Regions from separate parts of the Mus musculus genome. Here region 1 is linked to region 2. The links are chromatin contacts, called in public Micro-C maps. All regions are on one chromosome and are shown on one strand. Each heading gives the region's core, a stretch centred on a gene start, on an enhancer-like site or on the middle of the called end of the contact. The rest is flanking DNA. Distances are from core to core; before and after follow the strand shown.

Region 1 (6,668 bases), core at 3,025-5,524, 520 kb after region 2:
GGCATGCTGGAAGGTTAGTAAATCTTCCCTTATTAAACAACATCTTGAGGAAGGCACCGAGGGAGCTGGATAGGTTCCAGGACCCGGATGTGAATAGCCTTCAGAAAAATTCAAGCTTTTGAACTTCTCTGGATCCATTTTTGTACATTTTGAATTATTTAGATTTATTATAATTTTTTATTGTTGTCATTTCGGTTTTTCGAGACAGGATTTCTCTGTGTGTCACCGTGGCTGCCCTGGAGATCATTCCAGCCTCAAACACAGAGATCTGCCTCTGCCTCTGCCTCTGCCTCTGCCTCTGCCTCTGCCTCTGCCTCTGCCTCTGCCTCTGCCTCTGCCTCTGCCTCTGCCTCTGCCTCTGCCTCTGCCTCTGCCTCTGCCTCTGCCTCTGCCTCTGCCTCTGCCTCTGCCTCTGCCTCTGCCTCTGCCTCTGCCTCTGGAGTGCTGGGATTAAAAACATGTGCCACCACTGCACATTTTGTATTTTAAATCCAAAGTAGAAACAAGTTCTGTTTTGGTATTTTAACTGTCATTTGATTTTTTTTAAAGGGGGAGGGGCTGGAGAAATGGCTCAGAGGTTAAGAGCACTGGCTGCTCTTCCAAAGGCCCTGAGTTCAAATCCCAGCAACCACATGGTGGCTCACAACCATCCGTAATGAGATCTGACGCCCTCTTCTGGTGTATCTGAAGACAGCTACAGTGTACTTAGATATAATAAATAAAATCTTTAAAAAAAAAAAGCCGAACTAATATACACTGGATTTAATTAATCTCTGGGTGGTAAGCTACAGTAGTTGTTGTAGAACTTTGCTCTAGTCAAAAAAAGTAAACGGGGAGCTGGGCGTGGTGGCGCACGCCTTTAATTCCAGCACTTCGGAGGCAGAGGCAGGCAGATTTCTGAGTTCGAGGCCAGCCTGGTCTACTAAGTGAGTTCCAGGACAGTCAGGGATACACAGAGAAACCCTGTCTCGAAAAACTCAAAAAAAAAAAAAAAAAGCAAACGGGGCTTAGTGGGGTGGGGGTGGGGGTGGGGAGGTGGGGGGGTGGGGATGGGGACGGACAGAGGCAGCCACAGCAAGGGTAGGGGCGGGGGGGGGCGGGTGTTGGCAAGGAACAAAAACACTCAAACCCCATTGGAATGATTCCATAGCGTCCTGAGTCTTGGCTGAATATCGTCTGCAGGTGAGAGGCAGGATGCCTGACACCCCTGCTTTGGCTTCTTGCTCACCCCGCAGGGCAACTGTCTCACAGTGGATATTCTTTAGGGAGCCACCAACACCACCCTGGAGCAGGTTGGCACACTCTGTTTCCAACGAGACCTGACAGGCCCTTCTCCCCGCAGAGTCAGTCACTCCGAGGTAAGCAGCTCTCTCCTTAAAGTTCCAGGTCTGGAAAGAGTCTCAGGCACCTGAGTCCCCGAGCCTTCAGCTTCTAACCTGAAGCTCCTTTCCTTCCTCCATATGCCATGGAGGAAAAGCTCCTGGCTGGCAGAGCAGTCCCTAGCCACTTGAACTGCCATCCTGGGATGATATGGAAGACAGAGACGGCCTTAGAGAAATCTCTGATTGCGGTTCCAGCACTAAAAGCACTAGGGCAGGATGGAACGCAGACTTCCGGCTCCCTCGGATCGGAATCTCCAGACAGCCATGCACTGGGAATGGGTGAGGGCCTCGGGTCTTGCTCTCGAGGGCAATCAGATGAGAGCGGGGAGGAGAGAGGCAAAGCTCCCCTAAGAATTCGCCTATCAAGACCTTCAGGATGGACTTGCTCTAACTCCCCTTGTTCTGTTTGACTTGGAGCTTGATTTACTGGTAGGAGCATTTTGGCCAAATCCGTTGTTTGCATCTATTGACCACGAAAATCTCGTTAGACCCCGTGTTTTCCTGCAGCCTGCCCCTGCATTGACATTGTTTTATTGCTTGAGTGGTTCAGAGAATGGATTATACAGTCAGACACTTGGATGTGATTTCTGGCTCTGCGACTGGCGACTTGGAGATTCTGGAAAGAGCCATTTAGTCTCTCAAGGCTTCAGTCCTATCGCTGTACACTGAGACTGTGAATGTGTGTGTGTGTGTGTGTGTGCTATTGCTACGGGTGACAGGGTGACAGGAGAACAAGGAGAGCGTAAAGCCACGCACGCACGCACGCGCACAGACTCTGTGAATCTTAGCCACTGTCGTTACTGAGGCAAACAGTACAAGGGAGGTTGGTGCACTGAACCCTTTTTTCCCCCTGTGCCCCTCTCACTCAAGGGCGAGCTGCGATGCAGAATATTCACTCCTCTGCTCCCAGGCAAGAGAATGGGCTGTATGAAGTGATTCAGCACGTTTCTCTGCTCACCTTACAGAGCAAGCCACCGTGACCCAAATCTGCCAAGCTTAGGCTCTGGGTGGCTTATGTGGCCGTCCTATCTGCTCACCCCTCTGGCCACAACCTTTGGTCCCAACGAGACTCAGAAGTCAAGGGTTGAAGGGGGGAAAAAAATCAAGTTTATTAAAATGTTTACCCCCAGGAGACGAGTGGAGGGGCTACTGTCCCCCAAGATGACTAAGTGCACAAAACACAAAAGCACTCTTATTAATCAATTAATTGATTAATTAGAGACAGGGTCTCTCTGTGTAGCCCTGGCTGTCCTGGAACTCACTTTGTAGACCAGGCTGGCCTGGACCTCAGAAATCTGCCCGCCTCTGCTTCCCCAGTGCTGGGATTAAAGATGTGTGCCTCCATCTGACAAAAAGGAGCTTTTATAAGTCTGGTGTGGTAAATGAGCAGAAAGAAGTCTTCCTCATCCAGGGCCAGCATCTTTTCCTTTCTTCCTATCTTTCTTTCTTTCTTTCTTTCTTTCTTTCTTTCTTTCTTTCTTTCTTTCTTTCTTTCTTTCTTTCTTTCTTCTTCTTCTTCTTCTTCTTCTTCTTCTTCTTCTTCTTCTTCTTCTTCTTCTTCTTCTTCTTCTTCTCTCTCTCTTCCTTCTTTCTTATTCCCTTCCTTCCTTCCTTTCTTTCTTTCTTTCTTTCTTTCTTTCTTTCTTTCTTTCTTTCTTCCTTCCTTCCTTCCTTCCTTCCTTCCTTCCTTTCCTTTCTCTAGCTAAGCTATGTTACATTTGACCTTGACTGCCTGGGGTGAGCTCCTGTAACTTTTTTTTTTTTTTTTTTTTTTTTTTTTCCGAGACAGGGTTTCTCTGTGTATCCCTGGCTGTGAGACAGGGTTTCTCTGGGTATCCCTGGCTGTCCTGGAACTCACTTTGAAGACCAGGCTGGCCTCGAACTCAGAAATCTGTCTGCTCTACCTCCCAAGTACTGGCTAAATTCAGACTCTTATTCCAGGACTTGTTCTCACTTGAATTTATTAATCGATGAAACCTCCTAATTTTGAACTTCATTTTTTTTTTTTTTGAGTGTGTGTGTGTGTGTGTGTGTGTGTGTGTATGGACCAGGGCCCTTTAAGAAGGCGGAGCGACCCCAGCGGGCCCCACCCCCTAGGGCGGCGCAGGCGCGCGCGGGCTCTGAGAACCCGGCTGGAGGGCCGCCGGCTCGCGGGGCCGCAGCACCTGCGGCGCGGCGCCGGGGTGGCCGAGGTCGAGTGTGGGCGGCGAGGGCGGGACGCCGGGCCCGCTTGGGGCCGAGGCGGAAGCCGCGGGGCGGGGGCGCGCAGGGCAGCACCATCTGGAGGGGCGGGAGCGCGCGGCCTCTGGGGGGCAGGCGCGTGCGCGGCGCGGCGGGCGCGGGGGGTCGGCGGCGGGGGGCGCAGGAGGAGCGCGGCGGGCTGAGCCCCGCGCTGCCGGAGCAGCAGCCGGCGCGCGTCGGGCGGCTCAGCTGGGGCCCGCAGCTTCTTCGCGGGCTGAAGCTCGGCGTGGAGGAGCAGGGCGGGGTGGGTCCGGCCGTGCAGGAGGAGGGCGGCGTGGGGCTGGGGGTGCAGGAGCGGGGCGGCCGCGGTCACGAGCCTAGTCTGGGGGTGGTGTGGGGGCCGCCCGACGCCGCGGACTGGAGGCGCCGGGCGCGCTGGACGGGTTCGGCCGGCGGGCCGGTGGCGCAGGAGGAGGGCCTGGGGCCCCGCAGGCAGCAGCAGGAGAAGGGGGGAGGCGGCCCCGCAGTGCAGGAGCGCGGCGAGGCCCGTGCCGGGGTGCAGGAGCGCGGGGAGGGCAGCCCACGCAGGCTTCTGCGGCAGCCAGAGGAGCTGCCCGAGTTGGCTCACGGCCCCTGCCCGCGCACGGAGGAGCTCGAAAGTTCGGACGAGCGCAGCTGGGAGAGCTGCAGGCATCTGGGCGGGGAGGCGGTGGTCCTTGGAGCATCCCTAGCGAGTGGGGACAGACTCGAGCTGCTGGGGAGAGCCAGGCCTGTAGGGCCCCGAGGGCCTGAAGGAGAGGGGCGCCTGGGGGTGCAGGAAGCAAATTGGCTGCCCGGGGTGCAAGAGGGCCAGGTAGTGTGGGCTGTTCAGGAGACGTATCTGAACGGTAAAGGGTCCTCAGGGGGAGAGGGATTCCAAGAGGGACACAGGACCCGCAGGCGCAGACGGCGAAGGAGGTGGTAATCGGCAAGCTGCCTTCCTTGCTGGCATCAGGGTTGCTCTAGTGCCAAGAGTAATGCAGGAAGATGTAGGGGATTGGGGAGCAGAAGAGCGCTGTGAACCTGACCTTTGGAAGATATTGCTGGAGGGTAGGCACTGGCCTGCAAGATCCTTTCTGCTACCTCAAGTCTGAGCATCCTCGAAGCAGTGTCTGCCTGGGGACAGCTGGAAACTCAGGTACGGATGGCCAATATTGTTATCGGAGTTGATATGATTAGAAGCATCGGAGAATGGGTTCCAAACATCCCTTGTCCTCTCTAGTTGACCAACCTGGGCATCACCCCTCACGAACACACACATACACACACGTACGCACGCACGCGCACACACACACGCAAGCACCCACCACATATAATTGTAAGTAGCAGCTGCTGTAGTGGAGTAGTCACCGCTTTCAAGTCTAGACTGGATGTGGAACCATTTGAGTGGCTGCCTGGTATAGGCAGAGGGAAGAGAAGGCAGGATAGCCCCAGGGACTAAGTCATCCCCTTCACCTATCTGCTGGTGGAGGTAGGTGTGTCTCTGTGCAAGCTGTTGTGCAACCTGCATCACCGGCCTCAAGTCCTCCCGAAAGGGAAAATGGATAGTGTTGCATTAGCCGCTGTGCCTTATCTTGTAGTCCTGTTGATCACGTGAGTGTGGCAGCCAGTAGTGACTTGGGCACGAGCCTGGCCTGCGCCTTGCCACACGGTTTTGTCACGGTTGATTATGCTGTGGGCCCAAAGCCAAGGATGGGTAGAACTGCAGAGAGCAACTGGTGAGGTCTTCATTTCTGAATGGAATGGGAAGGGAGGTTGTACCAGCGGCTGCTACCCATGCCTTGACCTCACTCTAGAAGCTGGCAAATAGAGAAGCCTGTGGTATCCTATTAAGACCTCCTCACCTCCCCGCGACCGTGGCTCCTTCTTGGCGCCGCCTAGAGGTGGAGCCTGCAGGCCAATGGGTAGATTTGATTTCTTGTTGGCATATGAACCCACCTCTTTCCTGGTTCAGGTGGTCTTGGTTGACAGCTTACAGCCTCTGTCTTTATTTCCCTAGCCGTGTCAAAAGTTCTTGCACTTCCAGCCCACCTGTGGGATGGATCCAGAGTTACTGTCTCAGAGCCTTCACCAGGAATATCTCTGCCCTAGCCTACCGTGTGCCTATGAGTCAGATGGACTCCCATACCCGGGTTCTGAACAGACCTGGGTGGAGATAGGGTTCTCCTGTGGGGGCAGAAGAAGGGGTAGTGGTGGCTTGAACTGCTGGAGGAGCCGGTTTGCCGACTCTGGCAAACCCAACCCGTCTTTCAGCTTTATCCCGTGCCAGTCACATTGTCTCTCAAACATTCAGACACCGGAAGTTTAACTGCTGTGTCCACGGTGCCAAGCTCTCCTGGAATGACCAGAGTGGTTCTGGCTCACTGGTTTCAGTGGAGAGAATTCTGCTCTCAGCGCATACATAAAGCATACACCTTCACACTTCCTTTAGGTTGCCTTGCCTGCACTTTAGGATGAACAGGAGAGCAACTGGTCTGCTCTTTGGGACTCCCTGAGCTTGCTGTGCCTAGGAGTTTGTGTAAATGGAAGTCAGTTAGTGACCTTTTAGAGTCTGGCTTCTCTGGAGCAGCATCCCTGTTTCACATCTCCCCCGTGTAGTATCGTGTTGCATGTATCACATTGGTTCATTCCCAGTCATTGTCAGCGGTCTCTTATGTGTGTGTCACTCGGATTTGGTATTACAAGCACAGCTTCTTTGAGTGATTGTGTTTGTTTTTTTGTGGATATTGGCTTTTATTTCTCCCAGGTAAATTCTTAGGGCTAGAATGGATGGATTATATTTTAGATGAGCATTTTAACCTTTAAGGGACTTCTAGACTTATCACATAACCCATATTTACAATTAAATAAACCAGTTAGAAATAAATTTAAGTAAAAATATATCTCTTTTTCAAACAAATAGCTGAGCCGGGCGTGGTGGCGCATGCCTTTAATCCCAGCACTCGGGAGGCAGAGGCAGAGGCAGAGGCAGGTGGATTTCTGAGTTTGAGGCCAGCCTGGTCTACAAAGTGAGTTCTAGGACAGCCAGGGCTATACAGAGAAACCCTGTCTGGGAAAAAACAAAAC
Region 2 (6,658 bases), core at 1,741-4,240:
CCCTACTGTCTTAGTCAGGGTTTCTATTCCCGCACAAACATCATGACCAAGAAGCAAGTTGGGGAGGAAAGGATTTATTCAACTTACACATCCATAGTTCCTCACCAAAGGAAGTCAGGACTGGAACTCAAGCAGGTCAGGAAGCAAGAGCTGATGCAGAGGCCATAGAAGATGTTACTTACTGGCTTGCTTCCTCTGGCTTGGTCAGCTTGCTTTCTTCTAGAATCCAAGACTACCAGCCCAGGGCTGGCACCACCCACAATGGGCCCTGCACCCTTGATCACCAATTGAGAAAATTCCTTACAGCTGGATCTCTTGGAGGCACTTCCCCAACTGAAGCTCCTTTCTCTGTGATAACTTCAGCTTGTGTCAAGTTGACACAAAAAAAAAAAAAAAAAAAACCAAACCAAAACAAACAAAAAAAACCAGCTAGTACATCTACTATTATTTAAATGTTCTTGAAGAATATGTTTCTTTCTTAAATACCTAGGGTGGCTGGCAAGGCCATACAGACATGGAGTTTTCTTTGTGGGAAGTTTTTATTACAGATTCAGTTCACAGCGACATCTAGATGGTTTGTTTTCTCTTTGTACCCATTTTTATTTACTTGTATTTTCCAAAGAACCTGCTAATTTCATACTATATTGTCCAAAGATTTCTTGAGCCCAGAATTTCTGACCCAGCCAAAGAAGCACAGCAAGAATCAACCCTTCGTCTCTTTCTCCCTCCCTCCCTCCCTCCCTCCCTCCCTCCCTCCCTCCCTCCCTCCCTCCCTCCCTCCCTTTCTAACTCCCTACCTCTCCTTACAGTGTAAGCCAGCCTGGCCTCAGACCCATAGAGATCCTTCAGCTCCTGAGATCTGGGATTGAAGGCGTGTACCACCATCTTAAAATTTAAGACTTAAACAATGGCAATATACAAATCATTCAACCTAGTGCACAAAGATATATCATCTTACTAGCAATATTCCAGTGTTCATTTCTCTTCCTCCTCCTCCTCCTTTTTTATTTCTTATTTTGGGGGGAGGGGGTTGGAGAGGTTTTTTGTTTTGTTTTGTTTTGGTTTACATTTTTTGTTTTGTTTGGTATGGTTTGGTTTTGGTTTTTGAAACAGGGTTTCTTTGTGTAGCCCTGGCTGTCCTAGAACTTACTCTATAGACCAAGCTGGCCTGAAACTCAGAGACCCACCTGCCTCTGCCTCCTGAGTGCTGGAATGAATGGTAGGCATCCGCTTACCTGACCTATTTTTTTTATTTCTGATATTAGTATTTTGTGTATATATATATATATATATATATATATTGTTGTTTGTTTGTTTGTTTGTTTGTTTTTTCAAGACAGGGTTTCTCTGTATAGCCCTGACTGTCCTGGAACTCACTTTGTAGACCAGGCTGGCCTCGAACTCAGAAATCCGCCTGCCTCTGCCTCCCGAGCGCTGGGATTAAAGGCATGTGCCACCATGCCCGGCAGTATTTTGTATATTTTTAAGACAGGGTTTTGCTATGTAACCCCACTGGCCTGGAACTCATTACATAGATCTGGATAGCTTCAAATTACCAGAGATCTGTCTGTCTGTCTGTGCCTCCCAAGTGCTGGGATTAAAGGCATGTGCCACCATAACTGACTGGTAATTCATATTTTCCACTTGATAAATAGAAAAGTTTTAAGGATAGTACAGAAAATTCCTTACCTAGTTTGTTTCTGTAATACATTTGTCAAATCTGAAAAACAGCATCCATGTACTGTTAACTGCATTGGTTAACCCCAGCATAAACTAGATTTTACCAGAGTTTCACTAGGGACTTGTTCAGAATCTAATCCAGAATACTATATTGCATTTAGTTTAGTTTCTGTCTTTCCTTGTTCTTTATGACCATGATAAATGTAAGAACTATTGATCTGATAGTTTATAGAACACCTCAGTTTGGAGTTATTTTATGTTTTTCTTATGACTAGTCTCTGTTAGAAATCAGCAGTGCTGGACTGTGGTCACATACATCTTTGATCCCAGAGCTCAGGAGGCAAAGGCAGATCCCAGAACACCCTCAAGGCCAGCCTGATCTACAGAGTGACTTCCATGACATCCAAGGCTACACAGAGAAACCTTGACTTAAGAAAACAAAACACTCCCAAGAGATTTATTTTCATTATTTATTTGAGTGTGTGCATGTGTGTGTTCATGCATGTATAGGCCAGAAGAAGGCAGGAGATCCCCTTGGAGCTGGAATTACAGGCTGTTGTGAGGTGCCTGTGTGTGGGTGCTAGGAATCTGATTCAGGGCTCCCTGGATGAGCAGGATGCACTCAGCTACAGAGCTGTCCCTCTCCTGCCTGCCTTTCTCTTTTAACATTCTGTTCTTTTTTGTTTGTTTGTTTTTGTTTTTGTTTTTGTTTTTCGAGACAGGGTTTCTCTGTGTAGCCCTGGCTGTCCTGGAACTCACTTTGTAGACCAGACTGGCCTCAAACTCAGAAATCTGCCTGCCTCTGCCTCCCGAGTGCTGGGATTAAAGGTGTGCGCCACCACGCCCAGACTAATATTCTGTTCTTTTGAAACGAGTCATTAACTCCAGCCCTGTACTTAGGAAACTGAGGAAGCTGGGTGGAGGAGGGGAGCGGGAAGGGGTCAAACTTCACCTCAAGGGCATTGTCTACATTACCAAAATTCTGTAAAGAAGATTTCCCCCTCACATTTAAAAACTTACTTATATAATGTAAATGGACACAGCGGAAAGCACAGGCGAGTGAAGACTAGGTCTAAGGGTGAAGAGGCCATGGTCTGGTATCAGGATAAACTGCTATTGTTTAACTTCTTTATGATTCAGAGAACTTGGACTCAGATACCTGTGTGATGACTAAATCTGTGACAGTTTGGTGTTCTGTGTCACCCAGCTTTGGAACCGAAAATAAAAAGAGGCAACTGTGTTACATTACGAAGCAAATGCACAGATCACACAGGAACAGAAACTGACGCCTCTCTGGGGACCTCACTGATTAAGAAATCTCAAGGGACAGAAGAGGGACGACATTACTACACACACCTTCCCTGCTATTGCCCACATACGACAGAGTACCTCAGCCAGCACAAGTCAGTTCTTGGCTCTCAAGGATGCTGAGGAGTCAAACAGTGCAGGGACCAGAGATGCAGACAAGGAGAGAGGATTTATAAGTGACAACCAATAAGAAAACCAAACAAAGGAAGCCCCAGCCCCAAGCTGTGTGTATCCCCAGAGCTAAGCAGCACTTGGCACAGAGCTGGAGATGGGAACTGTAGATGTTTCCTGAGTGAGTGAGTGGCCATTTCCTCCTTGGCAAACACAGAAGGGCAAGGAATCAAGGGTATTTCCGTGTGTTCACACATAAAATAAGCTGAAATAACGAATGCATGCTCCTAAAGGTTGATGCGCCTCAGGCTCATGCCGCTGAAATCACAGAAGACCCCGTGTCTCATGTAACCCTCAGGTTTGAGGATGTGCGGGTGGGCTGACGAAGCGATTTCTCTAAAACACCACTTGACCGATATCAAGAAACCCGTGGGCTGTTCCCTTTGTTATGCTCAGTAACATCTAATCTTTCTTTAGCCCTGTCCTCTCTGCTTGATGTCCTTTGATTTGGGAACTCAGGAAGGGGAATTCCAGCCCATCTGGGAGGCACTTAAGACGGGGGAGGGGGGTTGGGGGGTCCATTTAAAAAAATCCATTTTTCTACTCTTAGCCCCTTAGTCCTGAAATGACGACTCTGAGACTAATTATTTATAATTAGATGACTTTGCCTTAAGCTCACAGAGTAGCTCATAAGTTATTGAACCCATTCAAACTATTCTATGTCTTCCACATGGTTAGCTATCGCTCCTTCAGTCCCAACCTACTTCTTCCTCAGTGTCTCCCTACAGTGTCTCTCCATGAGACTCTTTATTCTCTATTTCCCAGAATTCTCTCTCTTCCTTCCAGTGTCCCACCTCCTGGTTCCTGTCTCAGCTCATTGGCTATCAGCTTTTTTTATTGACAGGTGTCGCCTGTAAGACAGTCTCTCTACATTCCATGCTGGTGATTCTGTCATAGGTGGATCCTGGAACTCTCACAGAAGGGTAGGGCTCAGACCCATCGGATGGGTCTCAAGTGTACTGAACTTGTCAGCAGGATGCAGTTTCTTGTTGAGCTAGATAAACCTCTTAAGAAGTTTGAGAAGCAAGATCATCTAGGTGTTCCCACACACTGGGAAGCTCACAGTATGTACAGAAGATAAAAATAGTAAGTATAGACAGTAAGACTAGCCAGGTATGCAAGCTATAGCTGTAATCCCAGCATCCAGCAAGCTGAGGCAGGAAGATTGCTGCCTGTCAAGGCTATAATAATTCCAGACTAGCCTGCACTAAAGTGTGAGGTCCTGTCCTGGTTGGTTATTTGTCAACTTGACATAAGCTAAAGTCACTTGAGGAGAAGAAACCTCAATTGAGAAAGTGCCCCTAGCAGATTTGTCTGTGGGCAAACCTGTGGTGCATTTCTTTTTTGATAGATGTGGTGAGGCCCACGGTGAGGTGTGGTACCCTCCTTGGGCAGATGGTCCTAGGTGCTATAAGAAGAAATGCTGAAAGCTACTAGAAGCAAGCCAATAAGCAGCACTCCTCCATGGCTTCTGCATTAGCTCCTGCCTCCAGGTTCCCACCCTGCTTGAGTTCCTGCCCTGAACCCAAGGTTATACACTGTGCTCTGGAAGTATGAGCTGAAATAAATCCTGCCCCCCGCCATGTTACCTTAGATCATGGTCTTTTATTACAACAATAGAAACCATAACTAAGACAGATACCGCCTCAACAACAAAAGCCAAGGATGGAGAAATGGCTCAGTGGTAAAGTGCTGGTCCAGCAAATCCGAGGGCCTGGGTTTGGATCTCCAGCATTTGAATCAAAGGCAGGCAGAGTAGTGTATTCCCATGGAGCTTGTGCTAAGGAGGATGGCTGGGTTCCATGTGAGACCTTGTCTCAAAAGACAAGACAAAGCAAAACAGTAAAGGATTACAGCTAAAAGCAGTTGCTACTCAAGCATGGTGGCCTGAGTTGACCCCCAGAACCCATAATGGAAGGAGAGAGCTGAATTCTGAAAGTTGTTCACCAGGTACAAACATGGCTGTACTCATGTGCACAGCATACACACACACACACACACACCACCACCACCACCACCAACAGCAATAATAATAAAATTACTCTTTAAATATTAAGAAGAAAAGTAGTTGAAGAAGTTAGGAGATCATTTCTGGTCTCCAAGCACAACACACAGGAACACACACACATAACAAAATAAAAACAAAGGTAGCCTGCTCACCAACATTGGAAAATCGAGCCTGCCTAAAAGCAATATCATCTTGTCATGAACTCACAAGAACACAACCAAGAACATCGATGTACAAGAACAGGGAGAGCAAGTGTGTCTTAGAGACAGGATCTCTGGGTGGAGAAGCGGTATGAAGGACACCAAGCCAAGACCTTGGGCATACAGACTGCTGGAGCCGGACTTTAGCTCATGAGTAGAAGCCAAATAGACAGACCAGGCTACTTTCTGAAAAGGATGTTTGGTTTGCTGGAATGACTTCATCTAATAACTGGAAATTTTCCACTCAGCACGGACAGATTCAAAAGATGCTTAACCTTTGCGTGCAAACATCCTGGCTTGTAGTTTATAGGCAGACCCACACTGTCCCAGAGCTGCAGGATTTCCCTTGCAGCTGGCACTGTCTTCCTGCATACACATTCAGGCCAGGCAGTTCTATTTGGGCCTTTCCCCTCATTCTTCCTTTATTTTATGGGTGTGGGTGTCTTGCCTACATGTAGTCTTATTTGCCTTGTGAATTCCTGGTGCTCACTAACATGGAGAAGAGGGCTTTGGATCCTCTGGAACTGGAGTTACAGACAGTTTGGAGTTGCCCTGTGGGTGCTGGAGATTGGACAAAGAGCCAGTGCTCTTAACTGCTAAGCCATCTTTCCAGTCTATGGGACAATGGACCATGCCAGGAAACTTGGTAAGGTTGAGTGGGTCTGAGACCCCGGCACTCAGGTACCCACCTAAGAAGGTAGGGGTCTCCCTGATCCCCACTAGATTCCTGGCCTGAACGCGGGCCACGCTTCTTATCTGTGGTCACATAGGCCAAAACAGAGTTCTCCATGCTAATGAGGTAGGTATCTACATGGGTTAAACCAATAAGCTTCTCTCCTTGGACGTTCTTCCCCGCAAATGGTATTCAATCTCTGGTGTGCCCTGACGAGGTGGTATGCATCCATTTTCCACAATGAATAATCAGTAAATAGTTTGGAGCCAAGGACTGTCTCTTTCATCAAAAACTGCTGTGGGGAGCATGAGAAGGCCTTCACCTACCCAGCCGCACTCCCTAACTCTCCCGCAGAAGGCCTGCCTGCACTCCAAGACAACCCTCCACTAAGCTAAGGACCCAGCCCTCTACAGCAGCAGTGAAGGGTAAGTACGGTCCAGGGTCTCTGTGTTCTGCCTCCCCAGCAGAGTTTCCCACACCCCAGCGGCCGGGGAGAACATGGACTCACACCCATCTGGAGCTGATCTTGCACAGCTTTGGACAGTCGGGCTGCAGTGCCTGACAGACCATGAGGATGGAGTAGGAGTAAGAGCTCACCAGCTCCTGTGAAGGATCAGG

What was found. Hi-C and Micro-C count contacts between places; a contact is called where the count stands out from the background.
Region 1: a contact with region 2 is called in a Micro-C map of embryonic stem cells, with 1.7 times the contacts expected there. The contact joins the promoter of Tnk2 here to the enhancer-like site in region 2. A contact is called at or near these places in 4 of 39 promoter capture datasets (embryonic stem cells, erythroid cells, pre-B cells and 1 more), 1 of 484 Hi-C or Micro-C datasets (embryonic stem cells), 8 of 115 datasets of contacts at active chromatin or transcription factors (effector CD8 T cells, embryonic stem cells, large pre-B cells and 1 more) and 1 of 9 other capture datasets (adipose tissue).

What each region holds. Positions count from the first base shown.
Region 1 is chr16:32,640,369-32,647,036 of GRCm38.p6, forward strand. Tnk2 (tyrosine kinase, non-receptor, 2) reads left to right here and starts at 4,275. Exons shown (of 16, transcript NM_016788.3): 1 at 4,275-4,740.
Region 2 is chr16:32,121,606-32,128,263 of GRCm38.p6, forward strand. No RefSeq gene overlaps it. Among named protein-coding and RNA genes, the nearest start is that of Cep19, 25 kb to the left of the region's middle. Within about 2 kb of position 2,991, at least 92 of the 459 cell types and tissues checked have an H3K27ac peak or open chromatin away from gene starts, as enhancers often do. A contact at or near this core is called in adipose tissue, embryonic stem cells and pre-B cells, where this site is marked.